7 separate regions of the Mus musculus genome follow, and all the other regions are linked to region 3. The links are chromatin contacts, called in public HiCAR-type, HiChIP or PLAC-seq and promoter capture Hi-C maps. All regions are on one chromosome and are shown on one strand. The core of a region is the stretch at or near the end of the contact, and the rest is flanking DNA. Distances in the headings are between cores, read along the strand shown. Region 1 overlaps Unc13b (unc-13 homolog B). Region 2 overlaps Atp8b5 (ATPase, class I, type 8B, member 5). Region 3 holds the start of Unc13b (unc-13 homolog B). Region 4 overlaps Unc13b (unc-13 homolog B). Region 5 overlaps Unc13b (unc-13 homolog B). Region 6 holds the start of Atp8b5 (ATPase, class I, type 8B, member 5). Region 7 overlaps Atp8b5 (ATPase, class I, type 8B, member 5).

The links. Promoter capture Hi-C pulls out the DNA fragments that hold promoters and counts their contacts. HiCAR-type assays count read pairs that join an accessible place to other places. HiChIP or PLAC-seq counts read pairs in DNA pulled down with a chosen protein or histone mark.
Region 1: an H3K27ac HiChIP or PLAC-seq map of microglia shows a contact between it and region 3, with 4 times the contacts expected there. The contact joins the enhancer-like site here to the promoter of Unc13b in region 3. A contact is called at or near these places in 12 of 39 promoter capture datasets (the 3T3-L1 cell line, 3T3-L1-derived adipocytes, HPC-7-derived erythroid cells and 8 more), 3 of 484 Hi-C or Micro-C datasets (cerebral cortex, cranial neural crest and cumulus cells), 3 of 115 datasets of contacts at active chromatin or transcription factors (embryonic stem cells and microglia) and 2 of 9 other capture datasets (adipose tissue and liver).
Region 2: a contact with region 3 is called in a HiCAR-type map of astrocytes, with 2.2 times the contacts expected there. The contact joins the enhancer-like site here to the promoter of Unc13b in region 3. A contact is called at or near these places in 13 of 39 promoter capture datasets (the 3T3-L1 cell line, 3T3-L1-derived adipocytes, cranial neural crest and 7 more), 1 of 15 datasets of contacts at CTCF or cohesin (the NIH/3T3 cell line), 3 of 115 datasets of contacts at active chromatin or transcription factors (SST interneurons, astrocytes and bone marrow-derived macrophages) and 1 of 9 other capture datasets (adipose tissue).
Region 4: a contact with region 3 is called in an H3K27ac HiChIP or PLAC-seq map of microglia, with 6 times the contacts expected there. The contact joins the enhancer-like site here to the promoter of Unc13b in region 3. A contact is called at or near these places in 12 of 39 promoter capture datasets (the 3T3-L1 cell line, cranial neural crest, embryonic stem cells and 6 more), 31 of 484 Hi-C or Micro-C datasets (the AML12 cell line, B cells, the Ba/F3 cell line and 22 more), 7 of 115 datasets of contacts at active chromatin or transcription factors (bone marrow-derived dendritic cells, embryonic forebrain, embryonic limb bud and 4 more) and 3 of 9 other capture datasets (adipose tissue, liver and pancreatic islet).
Region 5: a HiCAR-type map of fibro-adipogenic progenitors shows a contact between it and region 3, with 3 times the contacts expected there. The contact joins the enhancer-like site here to the promoter of Unc13b in region 3. A contact is called at or near these places in 9 of 39 promoter capture datasets (the 3T3-L1 cell line, 3T3-L1-derived adipocytes, HPC-7-derived erythroid cells and 5 more), 2 of 115 datasets of contacts at active chromatin or transcription factors (fibro-adipogenic progenitors and forebrain) and 3 of 9 other capture datasets (adipose tissue, liver and pancreatic islet).
Region 6: a contact with region 3 is called in a promoter capture Hi-C map of embryonic stem cells. The contact joins the promoter of Atp8b5 here to the promoter of Unc13b in region 3. A contact is called at or near these places in 19 of 39 promoter capture datasets (the 3T3-L1 cell line, 3T3-L1-derived adipocytes, the C10 cell line and 11 more), 2 of 15 datasets of contacts at CTCF or cohesin (the NIH/3T3 cell line and embryonic stem cells), 17 of 484 Hi-C or Micro-C datasets (the AML12 cell line, the G1E-ER4 cell line, the HL-1 cell line and 11 more), 16 of 115 datasets of contacts at active chromatin or transcription factors (the NIH/3T3 cell line, SST interneurons, bone marrow-derived macrophages and 10 more) and 4 of 9 other capture datasets (adipose tissue, embryonic stem cells, liver and 1 more).
Region 7: a contact with region 3 is called in a promoter capture Hi-C map of HPC-7-derived erythroid cells, with 3 times the contacts expected there. The contact joins the enhancer-like site here to the promoter of Unc13b in region 3. A contact is called at or near these places in 14 of 39 promoter capture datasets (the 3T3-L1 cell line, 3T3-L1-derived adipocytes, the HPC-7 cell line and 8 more), 5 of 115 datasets of contacts at active chromatin or transcription factors (SST interneurons, embryonic forebrain, embryonic hindbrain and 2 more) and 3 of 9 other capture datasets (adipose tissue, liver and pancreatic islet).

Annotation. Positions count from the first base shown.
Region 1 is chr4:43,216,506-43,219,598 of GRCm38.p6, forward strand. The region is part of intron 11 of Unc13b (unc-13 homolog B); the gene reads left to right. Among named protein-coding and RNA genes, the nearest start is that of Gm25010, 17 kb to the left of the region's middle. Within about 2 kb of position 1,661, at least 10 of the 459 cell types and tissues checked have an H3K27ac peak or open chromatin away from gene starts, as enhancers often do. A contact at or near this core is called in microglia, where this site is marked.
Region 2 is chr4:43,308,863-43,311,965 of GRCm38.p6, forward strand. Atp8b5 (ATPase, class I, type 8B, member 5) reads left to right here. Exons shown (of 29, transcript NM_177195.3): 8 at 2,594-2,666; 9 at 3,034-3,103. Among named protein-coding and RNA genes, the nearest start is that of Gm46851, 30 kb to the right of the region's middle. Within about 2 kb of position 1,274, at least 18 of the 459 cell types and tissues checked have an H3K27ac peak or open chromatin away from gene starts, as enhancers often do. A contact at or near this core is called in astrocytes, where this site is marked.
Region 3 is chr4:43,057,513-43,060,273 of GRCm38.p6, forward strand. Unc13b (unc-13 homolog B) reads left to right here and starts at 1,441. Exons shown (of 40, transcript NM_001384106.1): 1 at 1,441-1,773. The coding sequence starts at 1,752.
Region 4 is chr4:43,247,784-43,250,483 of GRCm38.p6, forward strand. It overlaps Unc13b (unc-13 homolog B), which reads left to right. Exons shown (of 40, transcript NM_001384106.1): 25 at 1,674-1,798; 26 at 2,434-2,519. Among named protein-coding and RNA genes, the nearest start is that of Atp8b5, 18 kb to the right of the region's middle. Within about 2 kb of position 1,313, at least 17 of the 459 cell types and tissues checked have an H3K27ac peak or open chromatin away from gene starts, as enhancers often do. A contact at or near this core is called in microglia, where this site is marked.
Region 5 is chr4:43,186,300-43,189,323 of GRCm38.p6, forward strand. All of the region lies in intron 11 of Unc13b (unc-13 homolog B), which reads left to right. Among named protein-coding and RNA genes, the nearest start is that of Gm25010, 13 kb to the right of the region's middle. Within about 2 kb of position 1,377, at least 9 of the 459 cell types and tissues checked have an H3K27ac peak or open chromatin away from gene starts, as enhancers often do. A contact at or near this core is called in fibro-adipogenic progenitors, where this site is marked.
Region 6 is chr4:43,265,840-43,268,836 of GRCm38.p6, forward strand. Atp8b5 (ATPase, class I, type 8B, member 5) reads left to right here and starts at 1,320. Exons shown (of 29, transcript NM_177195.3): 1 at 1,320-1,403.
Region 7 is chr4:43,285,689-43,288,617 of GRCm38.p6, forward strand. The region is part of intron 2 of Atp8b5 (ATPase, class I, type 8B, member 5); the gene reads left to right. Among named protein-coding and RNA genes, the nearest start is that of Atp8b5, 20 kb to the left of the region's middle. Within about 2 kb of position 1,328, at least 34 of the 459 cell types and tissues checked have an H3K27ac peak or open chromatin away from gene starts, as enhancers often do. A contact at or near this core is called in adipose tissue, where this site is marked.

The DNA.
Region 1 (3,093 bases), core at 411-2,910, 160 kb after region 3:
TGTGGTGAAACTTGTCCATCTAGAGCACAGAGACCTCATCTTGCAAAAATCCATCCTCTTGCAGAGTGTGGGGGTCAGGGTTGCTACCAGAGAGGAACCAGTGTGGTCAGAAGGGTGTGAGGATCCCCCAAAGGAGTCTTTATCATGCTTGCAACAACTTCAAGACCACAGTTGGAACTCTTTAAATCAGGATAAACCAGCTCTTCGGCTAGAAACAGGGAACAGAAAACAAATGACAGAACCACACCAGATAAGGACTCAGAATCAACAAAGAGGACCCCAGGCTTCTGAGCATCAGGGCCCTCGTTTACTACCAAAGGATGGCTTAGCAAAACAGAGTGATGTGTCTAAGTTGCAGGAGGAAGTAAAAGGAACATCAGGAGCATCCTGGGTAACCAGTGATTGTTGTGGTGAACTTTCTCTCCTCCATCCACTTGAGGGGTCTTCCTCAGTGTTAATCTCAAAAGAGGAAGATTGTGAAAAATTACAGATTTTCAAACAGGGCAGACAAGAACATGAGGCATGTAAGGTGACAAAGCTACAAAGTGATTGCAGCAATTCAATTAAGGACAGCAGTTGCCTTTCACTGTCTGGACCACTGAAAGCAGATATGGTAAACACAGAGGACAAGATGCTAGGCTGTGAAGCTGGACTTGATATTCTGAGCCCAAAGCAGCTGGAGGACCTTTTGGCAGACAAGTCTAGAAGGTTTGCGACTCTGAGTCCTGACAGCACGATGGAGGAAGTGATCATAGGGCCTGAGACTTTGAGTAACATGGTTCATATTGACCTGAATGAAGAAGAGAACTGTACTGCCCAGGTTCTTAAGGATGTCTTTGATAAGTCCTCACGTGTTCTGGCTGACTCCCAGGAGGATGAAGATGTAGAAATTAAATTCCACACAACTAAGCTGAGTCGAGCAATCCAGCACTTTCGTTTGGCTCTGCAGGGGGTATTTCAGAAGCTGGAGAACAATGGGTCCATCAGTCCTGAGGACCTGGAAAGCAACGAGAGTGGTTCCCAGTCAGAGAACAGTGATAGACTTCTTTGGACAGTAAGTTCAGGAGGTGCCCACGATTGTTCAGTGGAGAGTCCAGCAAGTCAGGGAAGTGAGAGCTTGCTCAGTGTGGTTTCTGGTGGAGTAGGCATCTCTATACAGGGTGATCAGACATCTCAAGCACCAAGCAACTTCTCTCTTGCTTCTAACAACTCACCTTTTGCAAACTCACTGCTCAGTTTCCCTCTCGCCCCATGTCTGGGAAGCGAGACTTGTTCCAGGCCTGACTCTCCTAATCAAGGCAAACTGAGTTTAGAACAAGTATGTGCAGAGACCATTTACCTTAACAAATGCATCAACAATTTTAAAAACGTTCTAAGAGAGAAAAGACTGAGGCAGAAAAAACTTTTGCAAGAGCTAGTACAGACGGCAAGCCATCTTTCAGTAGAAGACATCCCCTCAGGTACTCTTGAGTGTCTGTGTAATGTGGCTCGCTATGGCATTCAGCTGCATTGTGGCAGGCTTAACAAAGCAATGGGGTTGGTTCATATCTTGAATCGGTGTAGATTATTTTAATACAGACTTAAATCTTTGGGAAATAGAAGGAAAGAGGGTGCTAAGGTTAGGAGGGAGGTTTTAGTTTCTGTCCTTAAGCCATTTCCAGTCTTTTTGGGAAGTAGCCTTTCAAAAGAGGAAGGACCATTTGGGTCACAGTAGACTGTAGATTAGATGTGGGAAGCAAGATTGAGAAATAAAGCACATTTATTCTGTCTCACAGGGACAGAATTTTATGTTCCATTTTTAAATGCCTTTTCATGGTCTTCTTTGAAAGATTCCCATCTCCCTAGTAGTTGATGGTATTTCTCCATGGTCACTTGAATTTCCTTACCTCTGCCTCTACTTGTCTAGATCCTAGTTCTGGCCCTACACTGAGCCTTACTTCTGAGTCAGAGCACCTAGGAGCTGCCTACTTAGCAGTGCTGACCTGACCCTGTCTGAAGGCCCAGCTGCCTTCCGTGGGCCATACTCCCCTTCTGCCTTCCCTAGCTACCTGAGAACCAAAACAAAATGTTAATTTTAACTGCAGGAAATAAAAGACTTTGTTTCTAGGCAGTATGGAAATCTGTAGTTTTACATTTTCTTCTCCCAATCAAAATTAAATTTATCCAAAGAGCATATGCTATATTTATCCAATTTTAAATGTAAATGGGGTTATCCTCTTTTGCATATAACCTGATTAGGTTTCCCAAGACAAAATTAAAATGAAGAAATATATCTTACTAGCAGAAGTGTAAGATAAGAAACATATCTTACTGGCAGAAGTGTAAGGGATCAGGTGCTCATACAATGTTGATGGGATACGATGAGATGGTATAACTTCTAAGGAAAGCATTTGAGAAAATGTATCAGGGTTATAAATATATGCACCTTTAGAGTCCTCAGCCTTGCTTCCAGGAATGTATCCTGCAGACATATTTCTACATGCGGAAGTGGCATATGTACAAGGTTATTTTTGAAGTATTGTTTTTAATAGTAAGGAGTGAAAAACAACCTAAATGTCCTTTAACTATATGATGAAATAAAATTCTGGCACAAACAAACAATGGAATGCAGTTCCATGGAGCTATAAAAAGCTGGGGTAGCTCTTTATTCAAATGGAAAGCTACCTAATCTTTGTCTACCTAAAAACCAGCATAGTGCGGAATGGTGTGTGTGAGATGCTTCCATTCTATAAAAAGAAAGAAACACATCCCCTTAGGCTGTGTGATGACGCACGCCTTTAATCAGAGCACTCGGGAGGCAGAGGCAGCGGATTTCTGAGTTCAAGGCCAGCCTGGTCTACAGAGTGAGTTCCAGGACAGCCAGGGCTATACAGAGAAACCCTGTCTCGAAAAACCAAAAATAAAAAGAAAGAAAGAAAGAAAGAAAGAAAGAAAGAAAGAAAGAAAGAAAGAAAGAAAGAAAGAAAGAAAGAAAGAAAGACAGACAAGGAAGGAAGGAAGACAAGGAAGGAAGGAAGGAAGAAAAGATACTTGAGAAACTGGTTTAGTCATGTATTACTTGACAGAAATACAGCCTGAGAAATGCACTATTGG
Region 2 (3,103 bases), core at 24-2,523, 250 kb after region 3:
GGGATCTGAACCATGACCCCAAGTTGAGGTCCTATAGGCCTTTTTAAGCCTGAAGTCTACAAATACCTGTGTCATGTTATTCCACCAATCAGGATTTAAGGATAGATGATTTCCTTAGGAACGTGTCTTTGATGTACATTAGCCTGCTCCCATTGGTTGGGGTACTGAACTGTGGCAGGGGACTTGCCTTGTCTAATATTCATGTTTTAACTTGTCTACCAACATGGGACTTGTCTAGCATCCATGTCTTAACTTGCTAACCAGCATGTCAGTTACTCACATACATGTCTCTTTCTGCCAAGTAGGATGCCAGTTCCCAGGGAGGTCTTAAGAACTTAAACTTTACTTGACCACTACTCAAAATGAAAGTCTTACTTTAAATAGTTTCTTACATCTTTTATGTTGGGGTTCATCCAGGGGCAGCTTATAAAAGCAAATATCATAAAAGCTTAGACACAGATGTAGGAAGAGCTGTTTTGTATTGTGGGTAACTATGCAAAACAGTTCTACTGACCTCTATCATGATTGGTTTCCAAGGGCACAAAGCGTAACAGAATATGTAATCAACTTGGCATTAGAACGTTTCCTAGAAACAGCAGAAACCTATGAGAAAGTTTGCTTATAATAGCAGGCTAGCCAGGTAACAGTTACCTAGGCCTTAACATTTACCTAGGCTTTAACATTCCACCTTGGCCTTAACACTGGTGTGTGCTAGGAAAGAGCTCAAAGAACTTGCCTGTAGATGTCTCTAGTATACCCTGAAGTGTCATACTAACTGAGATGCCTCTGGGCTTCTTTCCGAGAAAATGGAAATAATAAGCTCTGTCTTAGATGCCTGAGAAAATAAAATGAAAAATATATCCAAGCAGTTAATAAATTATAGCGTGAAGTTAATATGCCTGTGACCGTTATCACCGTGACTGGCCTCGGGACGTTTGTCTTTAGAACATAATGGGTTCTGACAAGGCTCACTGGCTGCATTACCATAGCCTTTCATCCAGGCGTCAGCTCACAACTCACCAGCCCAATTTAGTGTCTGCACTGGCTCCACGGCTGAGCTACATGGTGGTAAGACTGGAACAGGGCAGACATGTTCCTACAGAGGGCAAAATGTGGAAAATACTCTAAGGGTCGTGGCAAGCTGTTACAGAGCCATGTCTGACAGAAGGAATTATGGGGGAGGTGATGTCTGTGCCAGCTCTGGGTCAGGGAAGCACTGCAGATGTTAGAGTTCATGAAAGGAGCACGAGGAAAGAAACCGCAAGCCTGACAGTCACCAGGGATGCATGCCTGCCTTTCTCTTGGTGGCCAGCTCGCAGGGTACTGGCCTTCTGTAGCTCTGATCAGGCCATTCTGTTATCCAGGCTCTTGGCATCTGAACCCTCATTACTCAGAGTGAATTGTTTCCTCCAGTGTTTTATATAGCTGGAAGTTCTCAAGACCAAAAAGGTGAATTACTATTAAAATGGGGAAGGGATAATATTGTTTTAAAAGGCAAAACTGAGTATATTAGAAACTTATCAAACTGAGGAATTTCTGACCAAATAAATTTAATCAGATGAACTCCCTCAAATAACTCAAGTACTTGTATTTTTTGTTTTTGTACACAGTTTTTGGAGAAGAATTTATCACAGAGAGAATTTAGGAGTTAGTCTGAGGCCCTGGTGTGCATGTGTACACAAAAAACATATCTGACCTTTAACAGAGAAGAAGTGACTTAGGAGTACTGTTGGAAAGTTGGAGAGAGAGAGAAAGAGAGAAAGAGAGGGAGAGAGAGAGAGAGAGAGAGAGAGAGAGAGAGAGAGAGAGAGAGAGAGAGAGAGAGCTGGTATTGTTGAATCTGCTCATACTGCCATCATACTACCAGACTTCCTTTTATAGGAAATGAGGTTTTAAAGGGTCAAAGGTAACCCAATAAAAGAAGCAAATAAAATTAGTAAAGCCAGATGATAGAATACATTTTAGCCATATAATAAAAGAATGAGTCCCGCCGGGCGGTGTTGGCACATGCCTTTAATCCCAGCACTTGGGAGGCAGGGGCAGGTGGATTTCTGAGTTCAAGGCCAGCCTGGTCTACAGAAAGAATGAGTCCCATCTATATATGTCCTTTAAGATATGTTATTAAATAAAATATGAAGACAGTAAGGTATCTACTATTCTACTTCGTTTCTTTGAGACAGGGTCTCACTGTGTAACCCTGCCTGGCCAGGAACTCTCTATGTAGAACAAACTGGCCTTACACAAATCTTTCCGCCTCTGCCTCCCAGGTACTGGGATTATTAACCTTACTGTGTAACTTTGAAATATATATGGGGTAGAGGATTCTATGAGTTGATATTTTCTAGGAAAGTTTTTAGAATATAGTGGCTCCCTTTGAGAAACAAAGCTACCTGCTGGGGAAAGTGATGTGTCCAGAGAGACAGAGCTTGCTCTTGACCGTGCAGAGCATGAAGCGCCAGCGCACTCTGACCTCTGCATCTTGGCTCCCTTCCCTCCAGCCTGTCCTGTCTCTTCTGCTTTGTTCTATTTAGTTATCAGAACAGAACTTTGGAGAGACTGTCCCAGCAGAAATTCAAGGCCCATTTTCTTACAGGGTTGAGGAGATCAAGTGGAGGAATGTCCAAGTGGGGGACATAATTAAGCTGGAGAATAACCATCCTGTTACCGTGAGTACCTCCTCCGGTGTGGCTTCTCGCTCCTCTCCGTGTATTAGGATCAGGGAGCCCTATGGCATTTTTGCCTCCGCCTCTCTTGGGCACCTTTCCGCTGCCTCTGGAGATCATCAGCTCTGGAGATCATAGGCAAGAAGCTTTTCCTGTCTCTCTCTCATCGTAGCTTAAGGTGAAATGGAGCAATTTTGAGGGAAGTGTGTGGTTGGGTCACATACAGTCCTGGGTCATCCATAATAAGCGTAAACCAAGAGTCAGCAAAGTTGTTAGAGTGAACGGCCATTTCCGAGGGACTGCATGCCATCACACTGTAATGCTAAGAGCTGCCTCCTGTCTCCCTCTTCTCCGACCTTTCTGATTGCAGGCAGACATGCTGTTGCTCTCTAGCAGTGAGCCGTACGGCCTGACATACATTGAAACAGCAGACCTGGACG
Region 3 (2,761 bases), core at 191-2,690:
AGCAGCAAATGAGTTTAGCTGCTCAGCCATCTCTCCAGCTCCTTACTCTTTTCTCTTTTTTCTTTTCTTTTCTTTTCTTTTTCTTTTTCTTTTTCTTTTCTTTTTTTTAAAGACAGGGTCTGATGTAGTTCAGGGCTCCACTGAACTCACTATGTAGTCAAGGATACAAGGATAGTTTTGAATGGCTAGTCCTGCTGCCTCCGCCTCCCAAGTGCTGAGATTACAGGCATCTGATGTTTTGCTTGGCCTCAGACTGTGTGCAAGCAGCTTTGTTGGCCAAGCCTACGTGACAAGGAACTGAGGCTGGCCCATAGTTAATCAAGAACTGAGGCTATGATTCCAAGCCCTGGAGGAATTGGGTTCCGCCAACAATCACAGAAGGGAGGTTGGAACTGAGATACTCCAGTCATGCAGGCACTTGAGAGTTTCTGAAAAACCCTCAACTGGAGGACTCGGCTCAGTTGTGCCTGGATTCTTGACCTGCAGAAAGTTCCGGATAATCAGTGTTGTTTTAAGCTACTAAGCTCTGGGGTTATTTAGTTCATGCCAATAGACAACATACTGGCTGTATCTACTTAGGTCTAAAATGTGTGCACCTCACAATTTTATTAGATTGTTTCCCACTGTTTTATACTATTGGCCAGGTGCAAAGTTTCCAGTCTTGCTGGTCGGCCTCTGCATTCTCTAGGAGGATCCTTGATTTTATAACAGTTCTGTTTGTTCTTTCTAAATTCAGTACTAGAATTCAGAAGTTCAACTCCTTTTCAGTTCCTTGCTTGCTCTAGAAAAACTGCGATGAATAGTTAAATATGCCAACCACTGGCAGCCCTAAAATGCCCACTATCTTTGAGATCTCGTGACTAGTGTGTTCCAAATCTTCCCTAAGGTTCAGTTTTTTTTCTCTTCTCCAGATTCGTAGTTCTAACATTTGGAAAGACACTTAAAAAGAGAGAGAGAGAGAAAGAGAGAAAGCTTCGTGTAGCATAGGCTAGCCTTAGATTTACCATGTAGCCAAGGATGGCCTTGAATTCCTTATACCCTAGCCTCTATGTCTGGAAGAACTGGAATTTTGCCGCCATAGCCCTAATGCAACCTTGTGTAATTACTATGGCAAATCTCTCTCCGGCTGTAAAGCCTCGTCTCATTAAGGAAATCAATTGCCAAGTCTTCAATGAAGAGAATCTGGTTTTTGTGTGGAAACTCCACGCACGTGGGAGGAGCAAAAGGTTTCAACTCTCGCCTCACACAGGTGAGGGCCAGCCCCGCCCATCCTTGCTTTGAAGCCCTTTCAGTGGGCGGAGCTGCTATCAATCTTGGTTATTAGAAAAATGAAGGGGGACCTCGAAGTCTACGTGCTCCCGGGGGGGCGGGGTCGGCAGACTGGGCGCGAGCGGATTGGCCGGGAGGCGTAGCCCTTGGGGATTGGTTCCGCCCAGTCTCTCGCAGGGATCCCAGCCGGAGTGAGGGGAGGGAGTTCTGGTCGCTCACGCTTCGCAGCTATGGCGCCTCGGGGCCGCGCCCAGTCCCCAGTTTGCCGGCGGAGCCTCAGCTCTTTCCTCTGCTCACTCCGACCGTGAGAACCCGGGCGGCTTCGAGGGAGCGGGGAACGCGGCGGGCGCCGGGGACCATGAGGAGCGGCCGGACCCGCGAGGCGGACAGCAGAGGGTGGCGCGGCACCTGCTGAGAGAAAAGAGGGAGCGGCCGGGCTCCGCGCCGCCGAGGTGCGGCGGAGGCTGGTCCGCGCCTCGGCCATGTCGCTGCTCTGTGTGCGTGGTGAGTGCGCGGCCGGCGGGACCCGCGGCTCCCACGCCTGCCCGGACACTTGTGGTAGTGTCCCGGCGGCGCTTCTCCCGAACTTCGCTCCCCGCGCTTGCCCTGGGTGGCGAATGCGTTCGTAGTCACTTCTAAAGGTCCGACGAGTTTCCCCCGCTCCTTCGTGACCCCCCTTCCGCGGCGGACTGTTATCCGTCCATTCTGGCAGCCGTGAGACAGCGTTGTTGTCGGGCTTGCCAGATGCTATTAAACAGTGAAAAGGGTCCGATGCCAGTGGGCACCTGAGGGGACCTCCTATGGTTGGCGCCTGTCTAGAGCGGACAGCTTCTTCTTCTCCCCGCGCTGTGGAACTAGTTGGCCCCGGAGTAGCAGCTTTTTATGACTCTGACCGTGTTAGTGGTACAGCTGTCACATCCCTTCAAGTTTATTTCTTGATTTGCATCTTACTATTGTCTGTCTCGTCCCCGGCTCCTTTCCTGAACCTCAGTTTGTGTCAAGGCATAGATTATATTTTCACATGACACTTTGAAGAAGGAGGTGGTGTTGGCTTCTCCCCTTTGGGAGTGGAACATGGAGAAATGGTTTATTTTATTTTAGCTTTGGCTCTTTCTCTGAGGACACTTGGTCCATCCAGGAAGGGATGTGTTTGTGTGTGATGGTTCTTGGAAACAACAGTCTTGTTATATAGTCCAAGCTGGTTTGGAGTTCATTGTATGGCTCAGTCTGGTTTGGAAGTTGTGATTTAACCACCTCACCTCCCGAGGACTGGGGTTACAGGAAGCTTTTTATAAAACCAGAGCTTTGGAGTTTAAGTCATGTGAGGTACAGTGCCCTGAATTTAGCTCTAGAGACTGTGTTGCTGGTGTTTTTATTTTTTACAAAATAGTATTCCGAGTGCCAAGCTCCGTAGAAATTTTGAATGAATGCAAGAACTGTGATTTTAGAGAGATTAACTGGCCAGAAAAAGTAGGGTTTGGATTGCTGATTG
Region 4 (2,700 bases), core at 63-2,562, 190 kb after region 3:
GTCAAGTGAAACACAGTTTTACACAGCCTTGGGAGAGATTCTGGTTTGGTAGAAATGAGGGCAAATTACTGCATTTGTCGTTATTTTTGTTGTTTTATTATATTTTATTATAGTTTTAGATATCTGATATGCTAATACCAGAAATTCATAGACTGTTCTGGGAGCCTGGGGGGGGGGGTCATCTAACCAAGCCAGGAGTGCCAGAGACAACTTTGCAGAAAGTCTAGCTGGATTTTGAGGAAGGCCTAGAACTGATATCAAGAAAGGAGCTGAAGGGAAGAGGGAGGGAAATAGAGTATTGGAGGCACAGAATTATTCATGCACATGTTAATCTCAGAAGGCCTGAGCAGTTTTACTCAGGTCTTTGTAACCTCAGACTTCGGAGCTCACCCGCTGTGAGGTCAGGTCTTAGCTCTAGGACAGAGGGCAGGTCACAGAAGCTCACTGTGCTTTTGTCTCCTCATCCAGAGCGTGAGAAACTAGCAACTTGTGCTCAAGAATCGCCAAGCAGATGAAATGAGATAGTGTGTGCAAAGCTGTTAGCAGCTGCCAGGCGCCAGAGTAAGCATGATGCAGTGCAACACAAGAGAACTGGCACGATGTGGAGTGGAGAGGAAGGGAGCAGCCTAACGACCATTGTGTCCAATGAAGGAGTCTAACTTAACTGAGGACCATGGAAGAGCTCTGAGATTCCCGTACAGAGAAATCACTGGTAGCTCACTGGAGGATGTATATAGTGGACTGCAGTTCAAAGGCCTAGGGTGTCTTTTGAATGAGTCTTTGCTGGGCTAGTGGCAGAAAAACTAAAAGAAAAAGGTGCATATAAGTGACACTAAGGTCAAGTCAATGACATATGGATTCAGTCCTGGTCTCTGCTGACTTCAGGCTCGTTAGGGGATTTTGGAAACTGTAGTAACATGTAGTATTCACATAAAAGTTCCACACTTGCCTCTGCTCCCGTGAGAAAGAATGTGCATTCCAGTCTCTGTAGTAATCATAAATTGTCTTTGCCTGGGATCTGAATATGAGTGACTATTCTTTTCCTGAGACTCATTGTTATATTCCTTTGTCTCCTAAGCAAATCATCTTCTTTGGATTGGCAAATAGCTTTCCAGGTGCATTTCTTCCAGCCAGCAATAGCCTTCAAGGGATCCAAAGAAGACTGGCCCCACTGAAAATTAGGTCAAACTGCACACAGGGTTTGTCCTGCTCAGCTTGAAGGAGCTTCTTAGAATTAGGATGTCTGTGTGTGCTGTGTGAAATGTGGATTTAAACAGGGACATCTGGAAAAGGAAGGTTGCCTGGGGGTGGGCGGATCTTACAGAAACAGACGTGTTAGTGAGGCTAGAGGATGCTCATTTCAGCCAGAGTCACATGTCCATAGTGACTAAGAGAAGAATCACAAGTGCCTTTATATCTCTTAGATTGTCCAAGCATACCAGAAGAGAGCCCCAGAGCTGAGGATAGCAATTCTCAGTGGTTGAAGGGTCTCCCAGTAGTCACCCCTCTTATGGAGCTGAGGCAGTCATTTAGAAGTCGTGTGCCAGAAAAGGAAGTATCCCTAACTTTAAAGTAGCAGGCATGGTAGAGGAAAAAGAAAAAGGAAGAGTCTTTTCAGTACTGTTGTGACTAGCTCCCTTTCTCCATGCCCCACCCCTCCCCTGAACACGAAGCAGGAACAACCTCTAGAGGAACCAGGGCCCAGCATTCGGAACTTGGATTTCTGGCCCAAACTTATCACACTCATTGTTTCGATCATAGAGGAGGATAAGAATTCCTACACACCTGTTCTGAGCCAGTGAGTATCACCCTACTTGGCTCTGTCTGGTTGGGGATTGGTCTGTCCATCTAACAGTCTCTCTCTTTCCTATCTCTGTATGTTTGCAGTGCCACCTCTTCCAACTGTCCGTCCATCTGTCCCTCTGTCCCTTGTATCTGTCTGGGTAACTGTTTCTGGAGACAGGTGTGGAAACATAAGGGGGGGCCCTATACAGGATGGGATAGCCTCCCCAGAGAGAAAGGCTTCTGGGACTGTAACTGTTAGGGGAGCCCCAGGGGACCCAGAGACTGTGTGTGCATGTGCCCGTCCACAATGAAAAAAAGCTGGCCTCTTAAGGCCCACCCCTGCTCTTTCTCCTGCAGCTTATCTATCCTGAGCCTGTCCTTCAGCCTCAACCCTCCTCAGGGATTCAATGCCTTGTCTGTACCTTCTGGGCATTCTGTCCTTTGGGTTCATCTTAGCTAATATGGTCCCCCTCTCCGTCATTTATTCTCCCATTAGTCCCTGGGCCCCTTTTCTCCAGACTCAGTCTAGTCCTGTTCCCTAGGACTCAACTCCTCTTCATTATGTCTTGTGAGAACTAGGTACCTTGGGATAAATAAAACCAAATAGCTCTTGCCTTGATGTTTACCATGTTTTTTTCCATCTCTCAGGTTTCCTCAGGAGTTGAACGTAGGAAAAGTCAGTGCAGAAGTGATGTGGCATCTGTTTGCTCAAGACATGAAATATGCACTGGAGGGTAAGGGTCTGCCAGACTCCATCTACCTCATAAGCTCTTTCTTTCCTTTACCACACAACTTCAAGTTCTTGGTAAACAGTATAGTAAGCAAGTAGAGGGCTTCTAGCCATGGAGGCAGGTAAGCTATGGGAGGCATAGGACAGACAAAGCTGTAGCCTAAGGAGCCATGTAAGGACAGTGG
Region 5 (3,024 bases), core at 127-2,626, 130 kb after region 3:
AGTTCAAGCTGAATACAATCACAAGGACAAGCTGCACATGGTAAAACCATGCTTTTCTATAGAGGAATGTGAATAACAACAGCCGAAAGGAAACATACTCCTCTCCCGCCCTACCCGGGAGGGTCACAATAGCACACTTCAAGAACAGTTCTGTGTTTTTAAAGAAACTGAGGTCACAATACTCTTGTTTTCTTGGACTTTTCTGGCAAGCACTCAAATTTCCCCTTGCATGATTCCATTCTTAGACTGTGTTCCAACAGAATAGTATACACACAAGACCAACCTTTGCGTCTCTACTGGGAGATCCTCGTACTTATTAGCTCTAAGATTTGTTACAGATACATAATATTCCCCCGTGTGACAGCACTGCACATGTTAGTGCTCTTGCTGTTTCCTTTGAGTAAGAAGCCATGCTAGAAATGAGAAACCTTTTATGCTGGCCATTTCATATGCATGTGTGCACTTCTGTAATTTCAATATACATTACCATATTGTTACTCTTCAGTAACTTATATGAATGACAGAGGTCTGCTTTAAGATGTCTTCTGTAATCTGGGTTGATGGAAACAGCCAGCAGTGAGAACATTGCCAGTCACATGGTAAAGAGAAAGCAAAGATGAGGATTAAATGAGCCTGTAGCAAATGGCCGTGCAGATCTGCCTTCACTCACACATGCCACTCACACTTATATTTGCTGCCCCAGAAGCCCTCAGCCATCCTCCCTGACTGAGGGAGCAGCATGAGGATGTGTGTAAGTGGCTTTGATGACCACACAAAAGGGTCTGTGCCTTCCATAGGGCATGCTGGCTGCTAAGTCCCTGCTAGGAATGCTAGGAGGTGCTTTTCTTTCCTAACCCACCAATAAATATGGTGATTTGTCAATGTTTTGGCATTTTGATATTCTTTTAGATGGAAGTCTCTTAGTTGTTTAAATTTATGTTTCTTGCTAGTAAAATTGAACACTTTTCTTAAATAGGAAAACTAATTAGAAATTATTTTGTGTGACTAATTTCTATTGAGTATTTTTTCTTATTAACTGAGCTTTTTTTATGTTTTAGGGAAATTAACTCTTTGTTACTTGAATTGCCAATCTTTTCTCAGTATATCATTGTGAGGATATACAAGTATTTTAAGGAACTTTGTTTTTCTAATCCAGATAATAGACAGAACAATAGTGTCTTTCTCTTAGCATTGTGAATTATCCAGGAAGGCCATGACTTTAGAAAGGATTATCAGGAAAGAACATACTTCAGTGGCTCGCATTGTCTCCATGATAGAATAAATTCCTTCTGGTCCAGCTCTACACAGTTCGAAGTGTGAGTCATGGACCAACACAGCCTGAAAACTGTTTGTTTCTAGTCTTTGATGAAATAAGTACCAAAATTGAAAGCAAGCCTTCAGAGGCAGTTTGAATTGCCATGACATCATGCACACCCAGGCTCTGTCTCACTGAACAGGGTGTAAACCAAATCTACCAGGCCATCACACTGGGGATAAAAAACCAGTTCCTTAACAAAAAGAAGTTTGGGAAGCATTAGTTGATACTTGTAAAACATGAAATATTTTATTTTCTCAAAATTCTCAGAGACTTTGCACTTGGTGTTTCTTGTACCTGGAATTTTCTCTGAATTCCTCTAGCTAGCTTTCAACCGTGAGTTTTAAGATGCAGCCAGGTGTGAGGTGTTGGGAGAAAGTCTCCAGACTGTGTGTGAGAGCCTGTTTAGAGTTGGCACTCACCATGACATTATGGGGTTATTATTTGCTGTTATGCCTTCCTTAAAAAAAGAGAGAAAAGAACCTTTGGGTCAGGTCCTGGACCATCAGGGCTATTTATGTGTGATGCTGCCTTCTATAGAATGTCTAGCAAATCACTTGTGGTTATTTCACAAGCTAGAAATGCCTTTTTTTCCACAGATGCCTTCATGTATAAATTACATTTATATTGTGATAAGATACTATAACCAAAGGCAATTTAAGGAAGAGTTTATTTTGCCTATGTTTTGGTGCCAAAGGGCTAGATAGCAGTCGAGGAAGGCATGATGATGGGAGCAGGAAGCTGACAGTCATGTCTCGGGCACACAGGAAACAGAGAGCACGCTGGCATAGGGGAGAGGCTAAAAACTCACAAAGCCCTTCGCCAGTGGTGCACTTCTTCCAGCAAAGCTCCCCTCCTAAAAGTCCTATAATGTCCCTCAAACAGCACGACCAGTCAGTCGGGGGCCTAGTGTTTAAATATGAGCCTGTGGATGGGGGCAATCTCATTCAAACCATCACAGTGTGCGTCTATTTCATCCTATTTTCCAAGTTCAGCCCCTAAAGTTAGTAACAACAAAATATTAACCATTCAAATCTACCAAGCTTTCTTTTATGATACATATTTAAATGTATTTAAGTTTACTGATTTATTACAGTATTATATATAAGATTATGATATGAGTAGGTTTTTTTTTCTCAGTTTTTGTAAGCTTTATTCCGGGTTAGTAATTATGACTGTTCCTTATCTACTTTGTCATGAATAAGGTTTTAGTAATATTGTCATAGAAATCTGTTTTTGTTATTGTTTTTTGTTTTGTTTTGTCTCTTGAGACAAGGCTTCTCTGTGTAGCCTTGGCTGTCCTGGAGCTCATTCTATAGACCAGGCTGGCCTCCGAACTCAGAGATCTGCCTGCCTCTGCTTCCCGAGTGCTGGGATTAAAGGCGTGCACTAATGTCACCTACCCAGATTTTTTTTTTGGGGGGGGGGAGGAGAGGATAAAGATTTATTTTCATTTCTGTTTATTTTTAAACTTATCTTTATTTTCTTCAAATAAAATGGATGAACTAGGAATATTTCTTTGTTGAAGAATTTGTGCTTTGAGTGCCTGAATATGCTAGACTGACTTTGAATATTAACATTTTTTGCCAGTTTGACCAAAGAATGGTATCTGACTTTTAAAATTTACATTTCTCAGTTTTTGTGATCTGAGTATTCCTCATATGTTTGAGTAGTTAATACTGAGCTGTTATGGCATTAAACAAATTTGG
Region 6 (2,997 bases), core at 70-2,569, 210 kb after region 3:
TGAGAAAATATTCCCATTCAGCAGGGACACAGAGAAAGACCCTCCTGCAAAGCAGAAGTCCAGCTTCTTGATGGCTAGGAACTTGTAAAGTGTGAAGGGGCTTCCTCTCCTAATTTGGGGTTGGTTGGCCCATAACTGTTGTGTAAATATGTCCTGATCTGGCCTTGAGCTTGCTGAGGCACTCCATCAGCAGGGGCTCCACTGACAGGAGGAGGTAAAAAAAAATCCCACAAGACAATATTATTATTATTATTATTATTATTATTATTATTATTATTATTATTATTATTTATTTCCAGACCTTTGTCTCAGGTCAAGAGGGTGAAGAAGCAGCCAGGCATCTTGGAAGTTCACAGTCTTTATTACTTAGTCATGGCCCCTCTCATATATTTGCCTATCAGGAACTCTAACTCCTAGTTCCTCGTAGTATTTTTTATTTCCCCTCCTCTGCATCACTGATAAACCCCAGCCTTTGTTCCTGCTCCCTCTCTCTTTTTAAAAAGTACTTTAAAGTTTTATTTACATTTATGTGAGTGTTTTGCCTGCATGTATGCATGCACCACCTGGGTGCCTGGTACCCACAGAGGTCAAAAGAAGGCATCTGATCCTGGCACTGGAGTTGTGGATGGTTGTGAAACACCATATGGATGTTCTCTGCAAGAACAAGTGCTTTTAACCACTAAGCCATCTCTCTGGGTCCGTCCTCTTTCCTCTTCAGTTAAAAGCCACTTGGTCTTGCGAAGATTATATGCCCCAGTACAGGGGAATGCCAGGGCCAGGAAGGGGGTGTGGGTGGGTTGGGGAGCAGGGCAAGGGGGTGGGGTTGGTATTGGGGACTTAGGGGATATCATTTGAAATGTAAATGAAGAAAATCTAATTTAAAAAAAAAAAGCTACTCAGTGGTCACAGTGGCTTCTAAGCTAAAACTTAAACCCCTCCAGGAGTGCCCTCCACATACCCATCACACATACCCATACACACAATTCCGCAGCTGAATTTGCCCTCAGTGCCATTTTACATTCTTGTGTCCATTCTTGTTAATTTCCAGTCACCCCTTCCACACTACCTTTCAGTCTGTCACCTCTGGGAAGCCATCTGGACCCCACCAACTCTGGGCAGCACGCCCCTTTGTTATTCTCCCCTCATTAGCATGCAGTTAGCCCCTGGAAGGATCTGAGGATTTCATCTCAGGACTTGGCCATCTCAGGGATTTAGGACTCAACTACTTCAAAGCCAGACTTTCCAGCTTCAGTATCTGCAGAAAGGGGCGTGGCGGGAGACGAGCTCGCGGCAGCGCGTGGGCGGGCGGGTCCAGCTCTGGGCGGAAGCTGTGGTTCTGTGGCACAAGCGCAGAAAGGTGCGTTAAGATGGAGGTTGCTGGAGTAGGAGGCTGTGAGGCGACGGTAAGTAGGGGGCGCCCGAGGAGAAGTTACGGTTTTCTTTCTGACAGCATTGCTTGGAGACCTTATGTTACTTGAACTACCGAGTGGTTATTCATCCTCCTACTTCTTTGAGAATTATTGTAATACTCACCAAGAGAACTCTGTCAGTACTCCTCAGATATACAGGTTTCCCTGGCACTCCCTGAGATGTCTATCCAGACATTTCCAAAGAGTCTTTATCCTCCCCCAGGTTGCTCCCACAGGGCACACATTTGTCCATTTATTCCGTAAAGCAGGTTAACCCTAAGTCTCCCAGCTGTGTCATATCCCTGGTAGCTAAGGAAATTTGCTCATTTCCCCAAGACTCTTAATATTCCTGGGCATTTGCTATCATTCTTTTCCTTTTAATGCCTACTTGGCAGGAAAAATTAAACTCTCTACCACGAACTTTCTAATGTGAATAAGTAGGTGTCTATCTATCTGAGGAACTGCCAAGGTAGACATTCTTTCTTTGCTTCGAAACAGGGTCTTGATGGATAGCCCTAACTGGCTTAAAACTCACTGCATAGACCAGACTGCCCTAGAACTTGTACTGATCCTCCTGCCTCTGCCTCCCTGCTGCTACGATCACAAGTATAAATTGTACTTGGTGTCCTTGAAGGCCATCAGATCCCTTGGGACCGTAGTTAGAGACAGATAGGAGCTGCCATGTGGATGCTGGGACCCCAATGCCACTGAGAGAGCAGTCTCTCTCCAGCCAGCCCCTTGATACAGTTTTAAACAAAAGAAAAGTAGGAAAATTTTCAGGTTAGAAGGTCTGAACTAGTGGATTTTTAAAGGATAGAATTACTCCCTTTAGCATGTTTTGACTGACCCCTGCATGGTCTTTCCAGACCCAAGAGCAAAAAGACAAAGCTGAAAAAGCAACATAAAATGGCAAAGATGTATTGAAGCTGGAATCAGAAGATATAAATGTGGGTCTCAGCTCTGATACATGCTGTTCACGAGTCTGGTCTTTAGTGTAACAGTTTGCTGGATTGTTATTTGGAGTGGTAATTCCTTCCATATCTAACTCAGACGGGTGAAGTGGACTCATATACATAAAAGAACTTTGAAAATATACATTTTCTCTATGTGAATAAAGAAGTATTATGCAGGAGCCTCTATGTTCTGAAAAAGTAACTTTTTTTTGTTTTTTGGTTTTTAGACAGGGTTTCTCTGTATAGCCAACTCAGAAATCTGCCTGCCTCTGCCTCCCTAGTGCTGGGACTAAAGGGGTGTGCCACCACGCCTGGCCTGAAAAAGTAACTTTTAAGGAATTTGTTTTGCTTAGTCCCAAGTTCAAGGAAAGTATATTTGTTGAGCAATTACTGTATATGTCAGGTATTCATCTAGGTCCAGGCCCTAGCATTGGATAAGAGACAACTCATAAATTTAGGGGTGGTCATCAGCATATTAATTACTTAAGTATCTAATGCAGACTCAACAGCATATTGAAGCAGTAGGAAGAATCTAAATTTAGAGTTACCTCTGCTGCTGTATAACTATGAAAAAGACTCTTCTATGTCAACCTGAATATCAGCATCGGTGTAAGAAAGAGTTAAGGTGACCTCAG
Region 7 (2,929 bases), core at 78-2,577, 230 kb after region 3:
GTGGGGCAGTCTCTGGATGGCCTTTCTTTCAGTCTCTGTTCCATTTTTTTGTTCCTGTCTTTCCTTTGGACAGGAACATTTCTGGGTTAAAAAATTTGAGATTGGTGGGTGACCCCATCCCTCATGCCTGTCTACGGGATATGGTCTCTACAGGTTTTATCTCTCCTTTGTTGGGTATTTCAGCAAAAAGTCATCACCCTTGGGTCGACTTTTATTTATTTTTATTTTATATACATTGGTGTTTTGGCTGCATTTATGTCTGTGTGAGGGTATCAGATCCCCTGGAACTGGAGTTACAGACATTTGGATCTGCCATGTGGATAATGGGAATTGAACTCAGGTCCTCTGGAAGAGCAGCCAGTGCTCTTTAACCACTGAGCCATCTCTCCAGTCCCAACCTTATATAGCCTTCTGTAATTTATTTCTTCCCAATTGGACTCATGAGATTATCAGTTGATGTATATAACTGTGGCTTACTCATTTTAGTACTATCTAACTTTCCACTGTATGATCAGACCATAAGTTACTTTTTTCTGTTTTGTTTGTTTGTTTGTTTGTTTGTTTGTTTGTTTGTTTGTTTTGGAGACAGGCTCTGGTGGTTTGAGTGAGAATGTCCCCCATAGACTTAGATGTTGAACACTTGGTCCCAGTTGGTGGAGCTCTTTGGATAGGTTTGAGAGGTATGGCCTTGTTTGGAAAAGGTGTGTCGCTGGAGGTGGGTCTTGAGATTTTGGGGGGTGGGGGTGGCTCGAGACTGGGTTTCTCTGTGTAGCCCTGGCTGTCCTGGAACTCACTTTGTAGACCATGCTGGCCTCAAACTCAGAAATCTGCCTGCCTCTGCCTCCCAAGGGTCTTGAGAATTTAAAGATTTTGCCATTTGAGTTTGCTCTTGGCATCTTGGTTCAGGATGGAAGTCCTCAGCTTCCTGTTCCAGCTGCAGTGTCTGCCTGATGACATATTTCCCTGCTGTGGTGGTGATGGGCTCAAAACCCAAAAAGCCCTTCTATTTATAAACTACCTTGGTTGTGGTGTTTATCACAGCTGTAGAAAGGTAACTGATAAAGGGGCTCACTGTGGTGTAGCCCAGGCTGGCCTCAAACTCAGAGATCTACCTGCCTCTGCCTTCTGCTAGAGAAAAGAATGCAGCACCATTCTTGTCTGCAAGTTACTTTGTTGTTGTTGTTGTTGTTGTTGTCTCTGTGTAGCCTTGCTGTCCTGGATCTTGCTCTCTAGACCATGCTGGCCTTGAATCCAGAGATCTGCTTGTCTCCCAAGCACTGAGATTAAGGTCATGTGCCACCACTGTCTGACCAGAAGTGACTTCTTCATTCTACCTTTTATGGTCATCTGATGACTTCTAGTCTTGCTGTTATGAGCAGCTATTTCAGATACCGTTGTATATAACATAAGAGTTTTGCTCTATGCCTGGAAGTGGACTTGCTGACTTATAGGTTAAGTGTTTCATCAGCTTTATTAATTTATTAATTATTAAGGCCAAGTTATTTTTCCAGAGTGGTTGTCCAAATTTTTGTTGTTGTTTTGTTTTGAATTTGGAAATTGAATCTAGAGCCTCACACATGACAGGGTGATGGTTAATATTGTCAGCTTGACAGGATCTAGACTCACTTCTAGTTATCCCTGGGAGGGAGTATCTGGGTCAGGCTAATGAGGCAGGAAAGCCTACCTTAAGTGTGAGTGGCCCATTCCTCAGGCTCAGGTCCTGGGTTGAATAACAGAGGAAACACCCTAAGCACAGGCAATGCTCTGTTTGCTGACCGCAGGCACAGTACTAGCTACCAGGACTTCCCTGCCACAATGCACTGTCCTTGTACTGTGAGCCAAACACACTTCCTTCTTCTGTTGTTTTTGTCAGTGTGTTTTACCACAGCAACAGAAAGCAACACGATAGGCAAGTGTCCTCCCACCCATCTGTGCCCTCAGCATTTATTTTTTATTCTGAGGCAGGAACTCGTTAAGTTGATCAGATTGGCTTTGCACTCACTGTGTAGCTCACTATGGGCTGGCTTTGAACTTCCAATTCTCCTGCCTTAGTTTTACTTACAGGCCTATGCCATCAGGTCTAACGTGGTTGTTCAATTTTGAATATTACTGACAGTATTATGTTCCAGTTTCACTTTCTCCCTAACAATATTTTTAGACATATTTTTTCCTAATAGGGTACCTGTAAATTAAAATTTTTAAATATTGTTTTTTGTTGAGTGGCTATTTTGTGCAGAGCATTGTGTCAGACAGTGACTGTTCAGCTGGAGCCAGGCGTGCACCCAATCTGAGTGTGCATCGTGTTACACTGCAGCTAACTGGAAAGAATATTGAAGCTATTAAGTTAGAGGAAGAATGAAAGAAGGCGAGTGGGAGAAATGGGTTCTGGGGGAAACAGGAAGAGATGGATAGTCTTACAGTTCTTCTTACTCAGCCTCATAATGGAGACCAGGAATGCATCTTGTTTTTAATTATCCCTAAGCATCTCTAACAAACTTATTCCTAAATTGCTTTCTCCATTCTGCTTCTATCAAATTTATTTCTTTATTTTTAAAAATCATTTGCAAAAAAAAAAAAAAAGAAAAAAGGAAAAAAGAAAAAAAGAAATGAGACAGGAATTGGTTAATAGCATCCACATGAATTAGTAGCAGGCTACAATAAAACCCACATTTCTAGCCCCAATCCATTCTTTGTTCCATCTCTTCCTGTATCCCTCCAGGACCCATTTCTTCTTTCTCCCCCCTCACACTCTTTCCTTTCTCCTCTAACTTAATAGTTTCAATCTTCTTCCCAGTTAGCTGCAGTGTAATACGACATACACTCAGATAGGGTGGATGGGCGCCTGGCTCCAGCTGAACAGACCTTTCTGGGGCCACTCCAGGCTAGGTACGTGCTTGCTGACCCTCTCAGTGGGCGTCTCCCACTATGC